Linked DNA regions of Sus scrofa: regions 1 and 3 are each linked to region 2. The links are chromatin contacts, called in public Hi-C and promoter capture Hi-C maps. All regions are on one chromosome and are shown on one strand. The core of a region is the stretch at or near the end of the contact, and the rest is flanking DNA. Distances in the headings are between cores, read along the strand shown. Region 1 holds the start of SELENOI (ethanolaminephosphotransferase 1 (CDP-ethanolamine-specific)). Region 2 holds the start of ASXL2 (putative Polycomb group protein ASXL2). Region 3 holds the start of HADHA (hydroxyacyl-CoA dehydrogenase/3-ketoacyl-CoA thiolase/enoyl-CoA hydratase (trifunctional protein), alpha subunit).

The links. Promoter capture Hi-C pulls out the DNA fragments that hold promoters and counts their contacts. A called contact is a pair of places that touch in the nucleus more often than the background predicts.
Region 1: a Hi-C map of liver shows a contact between it and region 2, with 4 times the contacts expected there. The contact joins the promoter of SELENOI here to the promoter of ASXL2 in region 2. A contact is called at or near these places in 2 of 47 Hi-C or Micro-C datasets (heart right ventricle and liver).
Region 3: a promoter capture Hi-C map of fetal liver shows a contact between it and region 2, with 2.6 times the contacts expected there. The contact joins the promoter of HADHA here to the promoter of ASXL2 in region 2. A contact is called at or near these places in 2 of 5 promoter capture datasets (fetal liver and liver), 1 of 47 Hi-C or Micro-C datasets (heart right ventricle) and 1 of 2 datasets of contacts at active chromatin or transcription factors (alveolar macrophages).

Annotation. Positions count from the first base shown.
Region 1 is chr3:112,669,551-112,673,169 of Sscrofa11.1, forward strand. It overlaps SELENOI (ethanolaminephosphotransferase 1 (CDP-ethanolamine-specific)), which reads right to left and starts at 1,534. Exons shown (of 10, transcript NM_001244662.1): 1 at 1,392-1,534. The coding sequence starts at 1,448.
Region 2 is chr3:113,042,835-113,046,760 of Sscrofa11.1, forward strand. It overlaps ASXL2 (putative Polycomb group protein ASXL2), which reads left to right and starts at 1,954. Exons shown (of 13, transcript XM_021087739.1): 1 at 1,954-2,413. The coding sequence starts at 2,078.
Region 3 is chr3:112,751,866-112,755,603 of Sscrofa11.1, forward strand. HADHA (hydroxyacyl-CoA dehydrogenase/3-ketoacyl-CoA thiolase/enoyl-CoA hydratase (trifunctional protein), alpha subunit) reads left to right here and starts at 1,478. Exons shown (of 20, transcript NM_213962.2): 1 at 1,478-1,599. The coding sequence starts at 1,533. HADHB (hydroxyacyl-CoA dehydrogenase/3-ketoacyl-CoA thiolase/enoyl-CoA hydratase (trifunctional protein), beta subunit) reads right to left here and starts at 1,256. Exons shown (of 16, transcript NM_001348972.1): 1 at 1,128-1,256.

The DNA of each region.
Region 1 (3,619 bases), core at 284-2,783, 370 kb before region 2:
ATTTGAAAAATATCAAACCCCAACTGAGGGACATTCTACAAATACCTAACCAGAATGCCTCAAAACGATCAAGAGTATCAAAAACAAGACAAGAGCCTTGTCATAGTCGAGAGGAGCCTGTGGAGACATGAAGACTAAATGTGCCTGTGGTATTCTGGATGAGATCCCAGGACAGAAAAAGAACATTAGGTGAAAACCAAGGAGATCTGAGTAAAGGATGGACTTCAGTTCATAATAATGTGTAAATATTGGCTCATTAATATAAGAACATATACGAACATATACAAACACACCATACGAATGTCAGACGTTAATAGCAGGGAACACCCGGTGTGGAATACGTGGGAACTCTGTATGGACTAGCTCCACAATTTTTTCTGAAAATCTATTCTAAAATATTCTAGAACTATTCTAAAATTAAAAGATGAAAATAAAAAAAATTTTTTAATTTAAAAAAAGATGAAAATAAAGTATAGGTGCAGGGAGAGGTAATGGAGCCACCTTTCCAGTTTCGGCTGAAAATGACACAACATACAGGACCTGATTTTTCACCGCTTGGTGAATCGGTGAGTGAAAGCGACATAGGTAGCAAGGATGAAAGGCTACTGCTCGGATTTCAGGCTTAGACAACTGACTAGATGGATAGTGGAGTCATTCACTGATACAGGTGCGGTGGAGGAGAACCGCATTTACTGGAGGCCCATTATGGACGAGGCGCTTCTCGAATTCTCGAAATCATTTTGCACCGTACAGACTGTGACTTGGCCCAGAGCCAAATCAAGAAATGCAATGTGGGCATCAGGTTTGGTAGCAGGTTTCTATGTACTCCAAAGCCCGCGCTCTTTCCACTACACAGTTCCAGTTCCTGCCCCCGTGCCCGTTTACTTCACTGGCCGCCCCGGCGCCTCGCTACTGGGAGTGGAAGAGAGCGCATCAGCAGTATGGCCCCAGCAGTCACTCCCCCTCCCCGGGCCGCGTCTGCCAAAAGATTCTCTCCATCCCCTAAGTTGTAGGCAAAAAAGGATGTAGAAACTTCATGAAAATGAAGGCAATTAAGACGCCGCAGAAGAGATCTGCATCACCTCTCAGAGGACTAAAAATAATAACAACGAAGTGAAGCAGCAAAGGGAATTCTCACGCTCCACTCTCGCCGAGTGGTCTCCTAAGGAAAAGGCAATCCCCCGGGAGGGTGCCGAGTCAGATGGCGGGCCTGGGGTGCTCCCACGCACCCCGACCCCAAAGCCTTAGCACTCGGGAGGACCCCCGGAGAAACTCCCGCCAGCCTGCCCGGAGCCACGCGGCACAAGGTGACACGGACCGCACCGGCCCCTCAGGCGCCTAGAAGAGGCCGGGACGAGCAAAAAGAGGGGCGTCCGCGGGGCCCGCTCTACCTTGTACTTATCAAAGCCAGCCAGCTGCTCCGGGCTCACGTATTCGTAACCAGCCATGACGACCCGAACACCGAGCGCCCACTCGGCAGCGACTCTCTGCGACAGCGTAGGGAAGTACGAGCACCACACCGGCTGAACAAGACTGGAAGGACCTGGGCTGGCAAAGGAGCTGGGAGAGCAGAGCTCCGCCCAGCGCGCAAGCGTAGCCGCCCCGGCCACTTCCGCCGGCCCCCAGCGCGCAAGCGCAGCCTCCACTTCTCCCCGCCTACCGAGGGAGGGTCGCGAGCCCGCTCACGCGGTCCCCCTCTGCACGCAGTCACAGTCCAATCAGCGTGGACCGCCAACCACCAAGTCCCGCCTTCTGGGTCTCCTCGTCGCTTCATTCGCTAGCGTCAAAATTGGTGAGTTGAGGTAAGGCAAGAGGGGAGGTGAAAGGTCAGTTTCCCAGGAGACCTTGCTCTTCGCCCCTGGGTAGTGTCAGCGATTAGGTGGCAACTGTGCCTGGTTGGAGACTTGGGGATACCATTTTATTCTGGGGGCGGGGAGTGGGGGGTGGGGGTGGCGGGTAGGGTTGCATGCGAACCAGTTCGGCAGGAGCTCAGTTCCATCAAGCAGTAAAGTAAAAGCGGAAAAAGGGTCTGTGCCCAGTCAGCTTCGAGCTCCTGGCACGGTGTGCTGCACCCAGTAGGAGCTTTGCGAACCTGATTTTTCTGTAGGAAAGCCATTGGGAGGCTCCATGGGAGGCTTTGTGCAGTTGGTAAAGGGGCGTGAAAAGGCTTTGGAGACAAGCCCTTTGGGTCAGCGTTCTTTGTGAACCTTGGACCGCCGCGCCACATTCCATTCTATCACTCTGTTCCAAATGAGCATTGCTCATGCCTCCCGACAAGATAAAAGCACTGATCTCTGAATCTTTCGACTTTCTGTCTTCTCAGAGAGTCGCTGCCGAGTACGTTTACCTAAGTGGAGCCGATTGTATAAAGAACACTAGATAGATGGCTAGTATGTGTCAGTCTAATAATAAAATTTAATAATGGTAGTAGTTCCTACCATTTATTGATTGTCTTCGATGTGGGGGATTTTGCATAGCTTATCACCAACCCCTATAACACTGAGGTGGGAGGCATTTTCCCCATTTTGCAGATCAGGAAGTCAAAATTCAGAATATCTAAAGTGCCCAGGATCACTTAATTACACAGCTCTGAAATAGTCAACCCAACAGGAAATGAGGTCTTAAGTATTGAAAGCCACCACCTACAAAAGCCTCTCAATCCGTCTGGGACTCTGAGAAAGGATCACTTTGAGATCTCATGTTTTTAACATTCATTCATTTAACATATTAATTGGGGGCTCAATATATATATATATATATCAAGTATATTAAAGTTTAAGATTCTTATGAGGTAATAGATACAAAGCATCTGTCATACTTGGTACTTAGATGATCAAAAAACTTGGGTCTTATCTTCACTTGCCCTAAGGGAAGGATTTGTATCTTAGGTACTTAATTTTCCCCACGTCCCATAGCCCAGCGCTTGCAAATATGTGGTCAATGCATTTTGTTGACTAAATGAGCAAAGAGTTCATATGCTGTGAAGTGCCCAGCTTTGAAAAGGACATTGGAAATGTGAATCTCCCTTTAATTTTTTTTTTTTTTTTGTCTTTTTGCCATTTCTTGGGCGGCTCCCGCGGCATATGGAGGTTCCCAGGCTAGGGGTCAATCAGAGCTATGGCCACCGGCCTGCGCCAGAGCCACAGCAACACAGGATCGAGCCGCGTCTGCAACCTACACCTCAGCTCACGGCAACGCCGGATCATCAACCCACTGAGCAAGGCCAGGGATCGAGCCCGCAACCTCATGGTTCCTAGTCAGATTCGTTAACCACTGAGCCACGACGGGAACTCCGAATCTCCCTTTAATTTAAGAAGGAAATTGGTACCGATGAAAGGAAAACTATGAAACCACTTCCTTGGGCACAAAAGTATTTCCTTTGTACTGGTACTGTATTTAAATCCCTTCTGATAAGAAAACTGAATTGAGGGAGTTCCCATTGTGGCACAGTGGCAACAAATCTGACTAGTATCCATGAGGATCCAGTTCAATCCCTGGCTTTGCTCGGTGGGTTAAGGATTCAGCGTTGCCAAGAGCTGTGGTGTAGGTTGGAGACGCAGCTCAGATCTGGCATCGCTCTGGCTGTGGCTTAGGCTGGCAGCTGCATCTCCCATTCAAC
Region 2 (3,926 bases), core at 704-3,203:
AGGCCAGGGATTAAATTTGTACCATGGGAGTTCCCTTCCTGGCACAGTGGAAACGAATCCGACTAGAATCCATGAGGATGCAGGTTTGATCCCTGGCTTTGCTGGGAGGGCATGGATCCTGCCCTTGGGAGATTGGTTGGCATTACTACACTTTTTGCAAAGTATAAAGACACCTGGTGGCCAATGATTTTTATATGATATGCGAATCAGTAGTATCAATGAAATGAAGAGGCAAAAGTAGAAGCAGGGCTAAGAAATTTGGCCTGATTAGGAATTATGGAGAGTGTCGCTGTGGGGGAGGATGGGTTTTTAAGAAGTAAGATCTGGCATCCTTTGAAGGATGGGTTTGAGTAGGGTGGGAGTAGAGGTAGAACATTTAGGGAAATCCAGAACTGAATGAAAATGATGTGAGAGAGGCAAATAGGCATAACAAATTGAATCAATACACACTAGAACAAACATAGTCTCTGGGGAATTATAATTCATTATTATTAATAATAATAACAACAAAATTATCCAGATCTGTTGAAGTTTAACAAGTAGGAACTGCATTACCACAACCCCTACCCTTGAAATTAAAATCTGGGAATGGAGCTCCAGAAAAGCAAAGTAAGGACAGCGGGAAAATCTGTCCTAGCAAGATCTGAAAACAAGCTGAGGTAAAATTCTCAGGCAACAGGGCTAGATGACAAGTCCCAGGCAATGGCTAGGAATGGAGAGCTGCTTCTTGAACAGACTATAGACCTAGGCTTTAGAGGGAGACGGTACATCCCTTGAGTGTTACGGATCATGCTATCACTAAAGAAATTGGTGAAAACATGACCGTATCAATTGCTGATATGGGGCTGTTTGACTGTCAATGGTTGAAGGGGAAAGATAAAGAAGTTTCCAGAAGCCCTCTCAGACGCCCTCTTAAGACTTGTGTACGTGTGTAAAAGACTCCTTTAAAAAAATGACGAAATGTTATGAATCCTCTTCTCAAAAAATACACAACTAACACATACAAAATACTTTCCATAATTTTAGAGGGGCCATGAGCTTCTGAAACGCATCCTTGGACTCCAAGATAAGTATTGTTCTCAACTGTCTTTTCTCCCAAGAGGCAGCCCAACTCTCAGTCTTATTTTAGAACATAGTAAATTTAGTAGACCGGAAGCAGCTTCTGGAAGCAGGTGGACTTGGGAGATTAGTAGGCATTACTGCCCTTTTTGCAAAGTATCAAGACAAGGACATTTCGATGGAAGATGCCACATTCTGTATCTTTCAGGAGGCAGTTAAGGTCATTACAAATAATGGTTTCTGACTACAGCTACAGCTGAATCATTCAGCAAATATTTACTGGGCGCCTGATATGTACAGGCACTGTGCCAGGGACTGAACTCACCCAGATAAAAAAGACACCATTTGTGTCCTTGATGAGACATTCACAAGTAAAAGTGTGAATGTAGTTATTGGTGGCCTTAAAATAAAGGTCACCTAAGTTTGAGAGGCACTCTGGGGAGACAGAAAGGACTCTGAGGCGGTAATTTGATTTTTGGTTTCACCGCATTCCAGACTCGTGAGTTTAGCAAGTCACTCAAACTCAAATTGCTTCATCTATCAGATGGCATAAACAGATAGGCTAGAATTACTGCAAACCTTCAAAAAGAGAGCCTTTATGAAAATGAACATAGACAAAAAAACGCAACTTCGAGGCTCATTGAAAGTGATACTTGGGAGGGTTGCTCCTAGAAGGAAGAGCACGGTTCTCCCCAGGATTATGTCTATAAAGTCACCGTAACGCCCTCCCAACGCGGTCAGAATCCGCTCAATAAACCTTCCGGGACGGATCAAGTTCCGCTTCCGCAGGTTTTTGCTGTAGGCGTAAGCGCAGGACGCCCGACGCAGCGCAGCGTCGGTCCTTCCCTTTGCGCAAGCTCGCGAGGAGAGGCGGAGAGCGGAAGGGCGGGGGCGTGGCTAGGCGCCGGGCACTGCTGGCTCGCTCTCTCCGCAGCCCGGCGCAGGTGGCGGGAGCGCGCGCGCGCTCGCTCGCGCGGCCGGCTGCGTACAGTAGTGACGGCCGCGCGGGAGCGGTCACATGACCGTAGCGGCTGCCTGTACAGTAAGGACCCAATATGGCAGCGGCGGTAGCAGTGGCAACGGCAGCAGGAGGACCGGCCGCTTCATAGATTTCCCCCCCCCACCCCCACCCCGCGCACCACCGCCGCCGCTTCCTCTGCTTGGGTGCTCCTCTGGCCTGACTTCCCCTTTCTCCCACCTTTCCCGGCACCGCGGGAAAAACAGCGCAGGGCAGAGCAGGCAGGGAGGGCGGCTGGAGCCCGGACACGGGAGCCTCCCAGTCAGTTCAAGACCCGACATGAGGGAAAAGGGCCGTAGGAAGAAGGGCAGGACCTGGGCGGAGGCCGCCAAGACGGTAAGGAGGAGGGAGCGGAGTGGAAAGCCAGGAGGTTTTCGTTCCTTCTCCGCCCACCGGTCGCAGGGGAAGCGGCGCGGGGTGGGGGGGTCAATGGTCCTGCCACTCGACTGAGGGGGCAAAAAACCGCGCGGCGAGGGCGGCGGTTAGTGTCGGGTTTGTGGTCCCTGTGGGAATGGAGGCGCCAGCGGAAGAGGGTCGCCACGGGGCTGTGGCTTCTCCCTGCTCTGCGACGAATCCTCTTGGTGTTTTGAAGCTGCTCTCTGGGTCGCGACGCTCTCACCCCGACTCCGTGGTAGCCCCCGCCCCGGCATGGGGAAGTCTGTTGTGCTTGCACAGTAACCGGTTCTTCTCCCTTTTGCGGCTGAAGAGCCCCCATTGGATGCAGATAGGAGAAGGCTTGTGCGTGCACCCAGCCCCGGAAAGAAGAGGGGAGCGCTGGCGCTGGGTAGAACCCACCCGCTGTAGCAGATCTGCCGCCTGACCCCGGGCCCCTTGCTTGTCTGGGCTCCCGGATCCGGCCGGAGGTCACGAGGCTCTTGTTTTATGTTTGCTGTTGCAGCTGAAAGTGCTGGAGGTGTTTAGAAACGAAGTAACAGGTGGGACTTGTAGAATTTTTTTTTTTTTTTTTTTTCTGTTTCCGTAGAGACCTACTCTGAACAAGGCAGCAAAGCATGGTGGGACGTGTAGTTTACTGAGCCTTGACTTTTCCGTAGCTAAAGCGATGGCCTCACGAAGTTGTAGTGGATAAAACCATCCTTCTTTCCCCCTTTTCTAAATTTATTATTGTGAAGTTTAGAAGTAGGTTTTAAAAAATAGAATATTGAGGATGAGTGAGAAGTTTTGTTTCATGAAAAAATTTAAAAGCGTGCATGTATGTAGAAATGAAACGTTTAGAGAAAGTCAGGTTCATTCCATCTTTGAGAGTGCAGCAGAGAAGTTGTGGGACACAAAACAGCATTTAGAGTTGGAAGTGAGAATGAGTGGAAGCATAATCTTAATGGTGAATGATGTCAATACTTGTACAACGTGGAGCACTCTTCTAAGTGAAGAGTTGTGTGGTTTATTTTTTAAAGGGGAGTTTAAATAAAAGTAATATATGTTAATTGTGGGAAAATATATGTTAAAGCTCTAGGATTTTAGTATCAAGAAGGAAATAAATCGTGTGTTTCATCCGTCAGAGCCCTGAATTTGAATTTATTTCCCGAAATCTGGGTCCTACTTGTGCTTTTTTTTTTTTTTTTTGTCTTTTTGTCTTTTTGCTATTTCTTGGGCCACTCCCGAGGCATATGGAGGTTCCCAGGCTAGGGGTCTAATCGGAGCTGTAGCCACCGACCTACGCCAGAGCCACAGCAACGCAGGATCCGAGCCGAGTCTGGAACCTACACCACAGCTCACAGCAACGCCGTATCCTTAACCCACTGAGCAAGGGCAGGGATCGAACCAGCAGCCTCATGATTCCTAGTAGGATTCGTTAACAACTGCACCAGGACGGGAACCCCTGTGCATTTGT
Region 3 (3,738 bases), core at 228-2,727, 290 kb before region 2:
CAAGAGCATTATGAGGGAGGAGGCAGCTTTGAACTGTAAAAGCCTTATGAGTTGGAGGGCTTTGGGAGGTCATCAAGAATTCCTTTTACTAATTAAGAGATCACTGGTCATCCAGTTTCTGCTTAACATGATCACAGTGATGGAGGACTCACTATATGACTTGAGCTTTAAACAGAAACCTTTTCTTCTTTCTTTCCATACTCCTCATTTCAGTCTCAACTTCCTTGCCATTTCCCCCGGCCTCTTCTCTGCCTCTTGAACAGTCAATCTGGTGAGCGGTGAGACTCAAATTTATGTCTCATTCTTGGCTTTGCCAGCTACCAGAAAGTTGACATAATCTCTGAGCCCCTAAACTCCACTTACAAAATGCAAACTACAATTTTGGGATATGAAGATTCAATGAGATGGCAGCGAAAGGGCCTACGAGGTCCCCTTTTTTGGAATCAATCGCCGGATTCCAGGACTCCAGACTATTTTTCCAGCACAAAAACAGCAATCATGCACTGCAGAGTTCTTGACTAGAAGTTAGTAAATGTAGGCTCTAGTCCTATTTCTACCAACTGTAGCCACTCTGATTCATGGGCTTCACCGATAGAGTGAAGGGGATAAATGACTAGATGATCTTCAGGTCCCTTCTGGATGAGAAAATAATCTTGAGCACTGGATCTCAGAGCAGGGCACGGCAATGTCTCAGCTCCTCCCAACTTGAGTCCCCAAAAGCCATGAGACAGAGTCCCACTCCCAGCAGCATAAAAGAGGTATCCTCTGGCTCCAGCCGAATCTCTGTAGTCGACCTGACTACAGGCAAAGCGCATGAAACAACAGTGGAACACGGGCCAGCGTTTTAAACTAACACGCACACAAATCAACAGTTTGTTAACTTGTGATGACAAATTAAACGAGCCAGGGGACACCGCTGCTCAGAGCTACGACAACGCGAAGCCAAATTACTGACGAAACTGCACCGGTACGGGAGACTCCACTGAGACGCTTCCTTCCGTCCCCTCGAACTCCACTCCCCCATGGAGGAGGCGGCCGCGGGCCCTGGGGTAGAAGGTGGGAAAGGAAGCGCGGACGGAGCCGGGGGGCAAGGCCAGGCGGAGAGCCGAGCGCACGCTCCTTCTCACCTTAGTTCGCGTCGCTCAGGCACCTGCTTCGGGAAAGCTTCGGACTCAAGTGACAGGACCCGTCGGGGACCAAAAGACAGGTCCTGCCTAGGAAGGACCCCTCACCCGGCCCGCTGGCTCCGCGAGCCACGCCGGCCTCCCGGGCTGCCCTCCGGCTGCCTGACTGAAAAAAATGTAACTCTGCCCCCTCCTCCCAGGGTCTTCTTCCTTCCGGCGGAGAAAGTGTCCTTTTCGTCCCGTTAGCCGGAAGCCAAGGGCAAGGTTAAGGGGCCAGCGGCAATTCGTCACCGGGGTTTCAGTCAGGCAGTACGTCGGACGCCTGGCCAGGGGCAGCCGGCGGGAAGAAAAGTCCTCTGGCTGCCACCAGCTCCAGCAACTTTCCAGTTTCGTCCTCTCCTGCTCAAGATGGTCGCCTCCCGGGCAATAGGCAGCCTCCGTCGCTTCACTGCCTCCCAGACGCTCCGCTGCCCAGGTGAGGCCTGCTTGAGGGCAACCTACGGTCCTGGCCAGAGACCTGGACTTTATCGCCGCAGCGCTGCCTGCATCTCCTGGCTCAGGAAGCCAGCGTTGGATGAGGGAGAGGGTTGCTGCTGTGGGACCCAGTGTCTTGTTGTTTACTGGCGCAGGGACTGATATTTTCTCTCAAGTCCTGCGGCGATTTCAGACTCCGTAACCGCTGACGTTTCTGAGTTCCATCCACTGGGTCTGGCATCTTCCGCAGGTCTCCCCGTATTTCCCTTCATGATGGCCTTGAACCTGTCCCTACTAGATGGAGAGGTCCAGGACGACTAGGACAGCCTAGTCTGTCACATCTTTGTGGCTCCACAGCACCTTGCCTGTAAAAGGAGGTATCTTAAAACCTTCTTGTATGAAATTAACCAGCCTTTCAAATTACTGCCACTTCCACACCCTTTCCCTCAAAACCTTTTTTTGTACCTATTACCACACTTTAATAGGAAACTCACCTGTTGCAGTTCCATAATCCCAGTAGGAACCCAGTATAATGCGTTGACTTTCTCAGGGGAGGTCCTGCAACTTGCAAGGAGAAAACTTTTTTTTTTTTTTAAACATGAAGATACTTAAGGAACAAAATGTTAGATAATTTTAACAACTATTTCTACCCTAGTTTCTAACAATACCCAGGTAGCTTTCATTAGCTATATTGTCTTTTTCTCTTCAAACTGGCAAGAGAAAGAATTAAAGTGGATGATTGTGGAAAATCAAGCATTTTCCTTCCACCTCAAATCTTTAAGGTGAAATGTGATTTTTTTTATTGCATGTTGTATTTAACTCTGCTTACTTAACTAGTAATTTCATTTATAATATGCCTTCCTCCTTCTGAACCACTAGGGTAGTACTGTATGCTGTTTTAGTGCCTGGAATCTCCCTTTACTGTAAGGGATTGATTAAATGATTGACTCTTTTCTGCTTTCTTATTTCAACCACTGTTTTTAGGCTCCACAGGACTCTGTGTGTGTGTGTGTGTGTGTGTGTGACTCCCACTCATAATATTACAAGAAGGTGAAATGTTAAGAGTGGGGAAAGGGATTAAGGAAAAAGAATCACCCATTCTCTTACTACTCACATACCTACTGTTAGCATTTGGTCATGTTACCTGACAGTTTGATTTGTCTGTTTTCCACATTTTTGATTTAACATTTTAAAAATATCAAATATATATTTTTGAACTTTCCCATCCATTGCTCTTAAGGTAATTCAGTTAAAAGCATTAAATTTGGAGTTTGACTTGTGGGTTTGAATCTGGCTTTGTCTTTTACCCTCTCTGGTGACCTTACCCCTGATGACCTTGGACAATTAATGTATATTTCTGTTTTCTCCTTTGTGAAATGAGGAATAATACCACCTTTTGAGCTTTAAAAGAATTGTTTTAAGTGTAAAACAGCTTTTCTATGAAGTAAGTGCTATTATTAATGTTAATAAGCATTAGCTATTATTAACACTTTTTTGCCCTGAAGAACTGTGATTTATGTATATCTGATAATTTTTAAAGTAATGTTTGTTTTACATGTGTAGTAAAAAGTTACAAGCTTGGTTCTTCTATATTTTTTTTGTGTAGAAGTATATATACATACACATGTGTATATATTTTGCATTGGTCTTTCCCCAATAAAGAAAATATGGCTTATTATAGTTATTGCCTCTTTTAGTAGCAATTTATAGATTTTTGAAAAAAGTCCAGGGAGTTCCAGTTGTGACTCAGTGGACACTAGTATCCATGAGGATTCGGTTTCAATCCCTGGCCTCGTTCAGTGGGTTAAGGATCCAGAAATTCCCAGGCTAGGGGCTGAATCAGAGCTGTAGCTGCCCGCCTGCACCACAGCCACAGAAATGCCATATCTGAGCCGTGTCTGCAAACTACACCACAGCTCACAGCAACGCTTGATCCGTAACCCACTGAGCGAGGCCAGGGATCAAACCTGTGTCCTCAAGAATGCTACCACTGGGAGTTCCCGTCGTGGCGAAGTGGTTAACGAATCCGACTAGGAAACATGAGGTTGCAGGTTCGGTCCCTGCCCTTGCTCAGTGGGTTAACGATCCGGCGTTGCTGTGAGCTGTGGTGTAGGTTGCAGACGCGGCTCGGATCCTGCGT